Linked DNA regions of Zea mays: region 2 is linked to region 1. A link is a contact called in public Hi-C data. All regions are on one chromosome and are shown on one strand. The core of a region is the stretch at or near the end of the contact, and the rest is flanking DNA. Distances in the headings are between cores, read along the strand shown. Region 1 holds the start of LOC100279509. Region 2 has its middle 8.1 kb from the start of LOC103637310.

Region 1 (3,106 bases), core at 231-2,730:
TGTATTCGTTATTTTATTATTGTTTTGCTGCTATCTTTTTTGTTGTTATATGGCTTGTTTTAACATTTCTGTTTTTATTACCCTCAGTCGATCAAGATCCCTGTCTAGATCTCCTAGGGGAGGTCGTCGTGACCGTGACGATAGGAGATCAAGGAGTCCTAGCTATAGCAGGAGCCCCATGCGATCTGCCTCGCCACCAGTAAAGGAAAAGGAGCGCAGCCCCGCACCTGATGGAAGCAGGAGCCCAAGGAGTCGCAGCCCCCAGGATCAGGTGATGAGCCCACCACCAAAGGATAATGGCGAAGGCAATGGCTCAGACCGTGGCGGCAGCCCCAGAGGGAGGGAGAACAGCAGGAGCTGCAGCCGCAGCCGCAGTCCATCTGGTAGTAACCGCAGCCCTGCGGCCAATGGACGTAGCCGGAGTCCTGGAGGTGAGCGGAGCCCGAGTCCTGGAGGTGAGCGGAGCCCGAGTCCTAGAGGTGAGCGGAGCCCGAGTCCTAGGGCTGACCGTAGCCCAAGCCCCAATGGCAATGGTAACAATGATGCTGCTGCTGATGTCGATGCTGATGCTGCTGCCCGCAGTGGCTCCCCCACTGGAAGCAAGTCACCCTGAGCGCTGGCGGTCCCAGATTGTGGTGGTGCTTCTCAATGCAATGGGCAATCGTATTGCTATTTTTTGCTACCATATCGAAGACACAATAGCTACATCATTTTCTTCTCTGAAACAAGGACTTTATTTTGCTTGCTTTGAGATATGACTCTTACCCTCTCATGGATAATATATATATGATATGATGCCACTGGTGCTTGCTTGCATCTGAATAAGTGAATGCTCGCATGTTGAGGTTTGCCTGATGAGTGCTGAGGGCTGAGGCCGTGAGTCAAAACAACCCGATACTGCATTTAGAAATTGCGGTTGATGCGCGACTTGTGCTGCCGCTGTTGCTGGTTCTTGCTGCCAACCGCACGGTAACAGAGCGCTGGTGAGACCGTGATCGTCCTGGAAGACTTCTTGCTGCTCACATGGACTGGGTGGAGTAACGGTGACCGGTACAACGACCCTTGTTTGATCCTCTCTTTTTTTTCCTTTTTACGATATGTTCGGTGACATGGTTTCCGACACCTTCACCATCTTTGTAGCGTGTCTTTGTGAAGAGAAAGAGCAAGGGCTCCTATAGTGCACCTACAAAGCTGTTGCGATGACTCACTGCACAGTTGATTGACAATTTTTTTTTGTTCATATATGGCTCAAATACGATTTTTGTAACTGCATTCTATTTCCGATCTGTCTTGTACAAGTTTGGCTACCAAACTCGATAAGAAACAGCCGCGAAGGGGAACGGAAAACGCCCACTCGCCCAGCAGCGGCCAACTCCGACTCGCGTGCTCCAGCTCCAGGCAGCTCCACTCCTATGCTTCTTCTACATATATAAGTAAACGCGCCAAGCCACGCCACGCTCTGCCATCCCAACCCGACCACCTGCCGACCGAGGTCTCCGCAGCGACACGCCACCACCAGAGCGCGCCGAGCTCGTGCACCCAGCAAGGAGCAAAGGACCAACAACCGACTGACGCGGATGGCCACCCCGGGCCACGCCGTCGCGGTCGACATCGACGAGCCAGCCTCCTGCGGCAACGGCGAGGCGGCGGCGGCCACGCCGCTGCCCCAGCCGACGGTGCCGTACGTGCTCCGCTTCACCGACCTGTCCTACAGCATAAGGAAGCGCGGCAGCGGGCTAGGCTGCCTGCCTTCGCGCTGGCCCAGCAACCGCCTGGCGTCCTTGGACGCGCCGGCGTCGTCCGCGACCGCCGCCAGCGCCACCCGGAACACCAAGACGCTGCTGGACGGCATCTCCGGGGAGGCCCGGGAGCGGGAGCTGTTCGCGGTGATGGGCGCGAGCGGGTCGGGCAAGTCGACGCTGCTGGACGCGCTGGCGGGGCGCATCGCGCGGGACAGCCTCCGCGGCGGCGGGGCCACGCTGAACGGGGAGCCGCTGCAGGGCCGGCGGCTGCGCGCCATCTCCGCGTACGTGATGCAGGACGACTTGCTGTACCCGATGCTGACGGTGCGCGAGACGCTGCTGTTCGCCGCCGAGTTCCGCCTGCCCCGCGCGCTGCCCGCGGACCGCAAGCGCGCGCGCGTCGACGCGCTCGTCGACCAGCTCGGCCTCGCCCGCGCCGCCGACACCATCATCGGCGACGAGGCCCACCGCGGGGTGTCGGGCGGCGAGCGCCGCCGCGTGTCCATCGGCACCGACATCATCCACGACCCCATCCTGCTGTTCCTCGACGAGCCCACCTCGGGCCTCGACTCCGCCAGCGCCTTCATGGTCGTGCAGGTGCTCCGCCGCATCGCGCGCAGCGGCAGCGTCGTCATCATGACCGTCCACCAGCCCAGCGCGCGCATCCTCGCCATCCTCGACAGGCTGCTCCTGCTCTCGCGGGGGCGCACCGTGTACGCCGGCACGCCCGCGGGGCTCAAGCCCTTCTTCGCCGACTTCGGCGCGCCCATCCCGGACAACGAGAACCCGGCCGAGTTCGCGCTCGACACCATCCGCGAGTACGAGCGCTGCCCCGACGGCGCCGCCCCGCTCGCCGACTTCAACGTCAAGTGGCAGAACGGCAGCAGTTCCACTTCCACCTTTGACAACAACAACGACGACGACAACGATAGCAGCAGCAAGCTCATGCCGCTGGAGCTCGCCATCGCCGAGAGCGTGTCCCGCGGGAAGCTGGTGGCCGGGAGCGCGGTCACCGCGTCGTCGGTGCCAACGTTCGCCAACCCGCCGTGGACCGAGGTGTGGGTGCTCATCAAGCGCTCCTTCACCAACACGGGCCGCATGCCGGAGCTCTTCGTCATGCGCCTCGGCACCATCATGGTCACCGGCTTCATCCTGGCCACCATCTTCTGGCGCCTCGACGACACGCCCAAGGGCGTGCAGGAGCGCCTGGGCTTCTTCGCCATGGCCATGTCCACCATGTTCTACGTGTGCGCCGACGCGCTGCCGGTGTTCGTGCAGGAGCGCCACATCTACCTCCGCGAGACCGCGCACAACGCCTACCGCCGCATCTCCTACGTGCTGGCCAACGCCGTGGTCGCGTTCCC
Region 2 (3,106 bases), core at 366-2,865, 460 kb after region 1:
TTGCCGTATCTAGATAAAAGCCTAATCCATAAAGAATACTTACGTTTACCAATTACTCCCATGTACCCATTGTTAAGGAGTGGAGTAGTACACGTCCTTCTAGCGTCTTTTCTTTCTTTTTCTTTTTGGGGTAAAATTCGCGTTGTCTATTCAGATGGAACTTACGATATTGTCCGATACAAGCAAGGTGTGTGTCTGGTCATCTGAATCTGTTTTGGCAACAAGGATCCATGTCTGAACTGGACAGGCGTGTGCCAGAACAACAATGAATCAATTTGCGCACATTTTTCACACCAAACTTGTTCGACGAGCTTGATCGACTCTCCACTCCAGACGCATTCAACGATGAGGTCTTAACATGTTTGTCACACGGATTCTGTATATTATAGAGACTATGCATGAGACATGCAAATTAGCAAGACTCATACAAACGCGGAACAGTGTGCTGATAGGGCACAAGGGTAACTCATGCTTAGGTTTTAACATGTTTGACTTCCGAGCAAACTTTCTCCAGACCTCCAAGAAAATATAAAATTCGATCAGATATGTATCAATGCTCATCCTAGCGTACTCCCGTTGCAACGCACGGGCACACACCTAGTTAGAAATAAAGGCTGCAGCAAGAGCTTCTTCAGTCTTTGGAGGCACAGGTGCCACAACATCATATTCAGCCCATGAAGAGTAACCAACTGGGACGTCTGAAGAAAGGCTGATTGTCATCACAATCTTGTACCCTCTATAGAAGAATTCCAGTCCCTGGCTGCGCCACCGACAAGCACGGGATCTCTATCAACGTCGCGGTCGTAGGGCACGGCGTTGGGGCAGGGGCAAGCGACGGCTGGGCAGAGGGTGGGCGGGAGCTCGAGACGAGCTCGGCAGGGACCTGAACATTCGGCGCTGAGGAGCTCGGCTGAAGAACGGCGAGGAAAAACAGAGGGCACGACCGGACTTGGTCGGAGGGCGAGCACTAGAAACCGAGCAGGAAGGCAGGGGCGAGCTCGAGGAGATGCTGAGCCGATGACGAGCGCGCCAGGGGAGTTCGGCTGGGCGAGACCCGGCCAGAAACGAGGAGCGCGGCTGCGCGCAGGAGACTCGGCAAGGCGCAGGGGGCTGGGGCGAGCCAGACGCGCGACTGCTAGGACGAGGCCGCGACAGGGTGAGCAGAGGAGCACGGCGCGGTGGCCACGGGAAAAACGCCGGGGAAGCTCCGAGCAGGACACCGGGGCACGCGTCCGTGCCGGGAGGCCGCGGCGCCGGAAGAACACGGGAGGAGCGGCTGGACGTGCGCAGGGGAAAGAAGACCTGGATGCGCGGCCATGACTGGAGTTTGGCAGAGAGAAGCGCGGCCACAGCAAGGTGAAGAACACGCTGGAGGCCGAGCGCCGCAGGGAGATAAGAACGGCGGCCGTTGAGCGGTAAGAAATCAGAGGGAGAGAGAAACGCGAGGGAGCTGCTCGGCGGCTTGAGAAAAATCCCGGCGACTGATAAGGATAGGATTGGCTGGGGCGGCAGCTGCTGAGAAAAAAAAAAGTCCCGCGATGGATGAAGACGATGACAGAGAGGATAAGCGAGGAAGAGAGACGTCGGGCGGTGGGGAATATCTCTAGCCAAAAGAAATGCGTAGAGAGCGGTGGCTGGATCAGAGACTAGGAGTAGGAGTACAGCCGTACAGGGAAGACAGGCGTGGAGATAAAGGAGGAATGTGATTTTGCTTTCTCTTTTTTAGAAGCGTAAAGGTAAACACGGAATCTGGGATTACCTTTACGCCCCTTTGGATCATTGGAATTAAATTCCATTCTAATAATAGTAATTTTGACATATATCAATTAAGCTAATTCGGTTTTATGCAAAATATATTTGTATAATATTATTATCAAGATGCCGGAGATATTTATGTGCTACATTTTCACTATAGAGGAGTAAAACGAAGAGTGTCATGTAAGTTAAAGAGTAGAAACAAATTCTATTGATGCATAAAATCATTTCCCATCCTCCATCCCATGAATTTGAGATAGACTTATATCTGAACTTAGGAAAGTGGTGGAATGTCAAATTCTAAACTAAATAAGTTACTTTATTGAGTGAATTCCAAATCCTCTAAAATGAAGGGATCCAAACGCCCCATTAGTTAAAAGACGCCAGGGATTCGAGCGCTCTCCGCGCTTCCCGCGTACGGCGCATACGGCGGGGGTCGGGCGTGCAGACTGCATACACGTCCACACGCGGTCCCGGACCCAAAGTATTTTATCTAATTCAGTTTATGGTCCTCGGTCACGCATCGTCGCTCCCGGTTCTAGAACTTGGCCGCACATTGCTGCTCCCAACCCTAGCAGGAGCTCTCGGCCCCCCCGCCCCCGCCTCCATCGTCGCTCCCAGTTCTGGACCTCGTCCGCACATCACCACTCCCAAGCCTAACAGGAGCTCCCAACCTCGCCAGCCCCCGCCTCCATCGCGCTCTGCAACATGCCCCTGCACAGATGTGCCGCGAAAAGAGTCCCCGGTCTCGGAGTTTCGGAGGCGCAGGAAGATGTCGGGCGCCACATGCTCGCCGACGATGGTGGACGAGGAGGAGCTGACGGTGGTGGAGGTGACTGTCGTGGCCGAGTACGAGAGTCGCGTCTCGACCTTGTCGCGGGCGGTCTTCCACTGGGCCATGTGGCGGGCCCTTCTAGGGCATGGAGAACAGCCCTCTCGGATCTTCCTCCTCCCACAGGGGCGGAAGCTCCTGCTTCGTCGTCTCCTCCTCCTGGGAGCCGACTGCGCCGATATCCTCAGTTGAAGCGGAGTGCCTGGATCCTAGAGGACGCGTGCGCATCCTGCACCGCCTCGCCGGCCACCTCTGGGCGGCGACGTGGACCCCAGAGCCGGCGACCTCTGGCTGCATTGAACTGTGTTGAGGAGTTCATCAACGCCAGGTTACGTGACGCCTCTACTACCCACCCTTGCTTGCCTCCCTAATGTCACGCTCGAATGGGGAATTGGCTATTGTCGTGTTATGGCTTACTCTCGCATTGCTTGTGTCCTCTCTTTGTTAGACGCTCTCCACGGCAGATCTACACGAGTGCGCAACCTGGAAATATCCACTTCTGATTGCCAAGAAGCGGTG

The links. A called contact is a pair of places that touch in the nucleus more often than the background predicts.
Region 2: a contact with region 1 is called in a Hi-C map of endosperm, with 2.5 times the contacts expected there. The contact joins the enhancer-like site here to the promoter of LOC100279509 in region 1. A contact is called at or near these places in 2 of 25 Hi-C or Micro-C datasets (bundle sheath and endosperm).

Annotation. Positions count from the first base shown.
Region 1 is chr8:136,152,770-136,155,875 of Zm-B73-REFERENCE-NAM-5.0, forward strand. It overlaps LOC100279509, which reads left to right and starts at 1,481. Exons shown (of 1, transcript NM_001152509.2): 1 at 1,481-3,106. The coding sequence starts at 1,578. LOC100276428 reads left to right here. Exons shown (of 7, transcript NM_001320254.1): 7 at 88-799. The coding sequence ends at 613.
Region 2 is chr8:136,616,981-136,620,086 of Zm-B73-REFERENCE-NAM-5.0, forward strand. No RefSeq gene overlaps it. Among protein-coding and RNA genes, the nearest start is that of LOC103637310, 8.1 kb to the left of the region's middle. Within about 2 kb of position 1,616, at least 19 of the 20 cell types and tissues checked have an H3K27ac peak or open chromatin away from gene starts, as enhancers often do. A contact at or near this core is called in bundle sheath and endosperm, where this site is marked.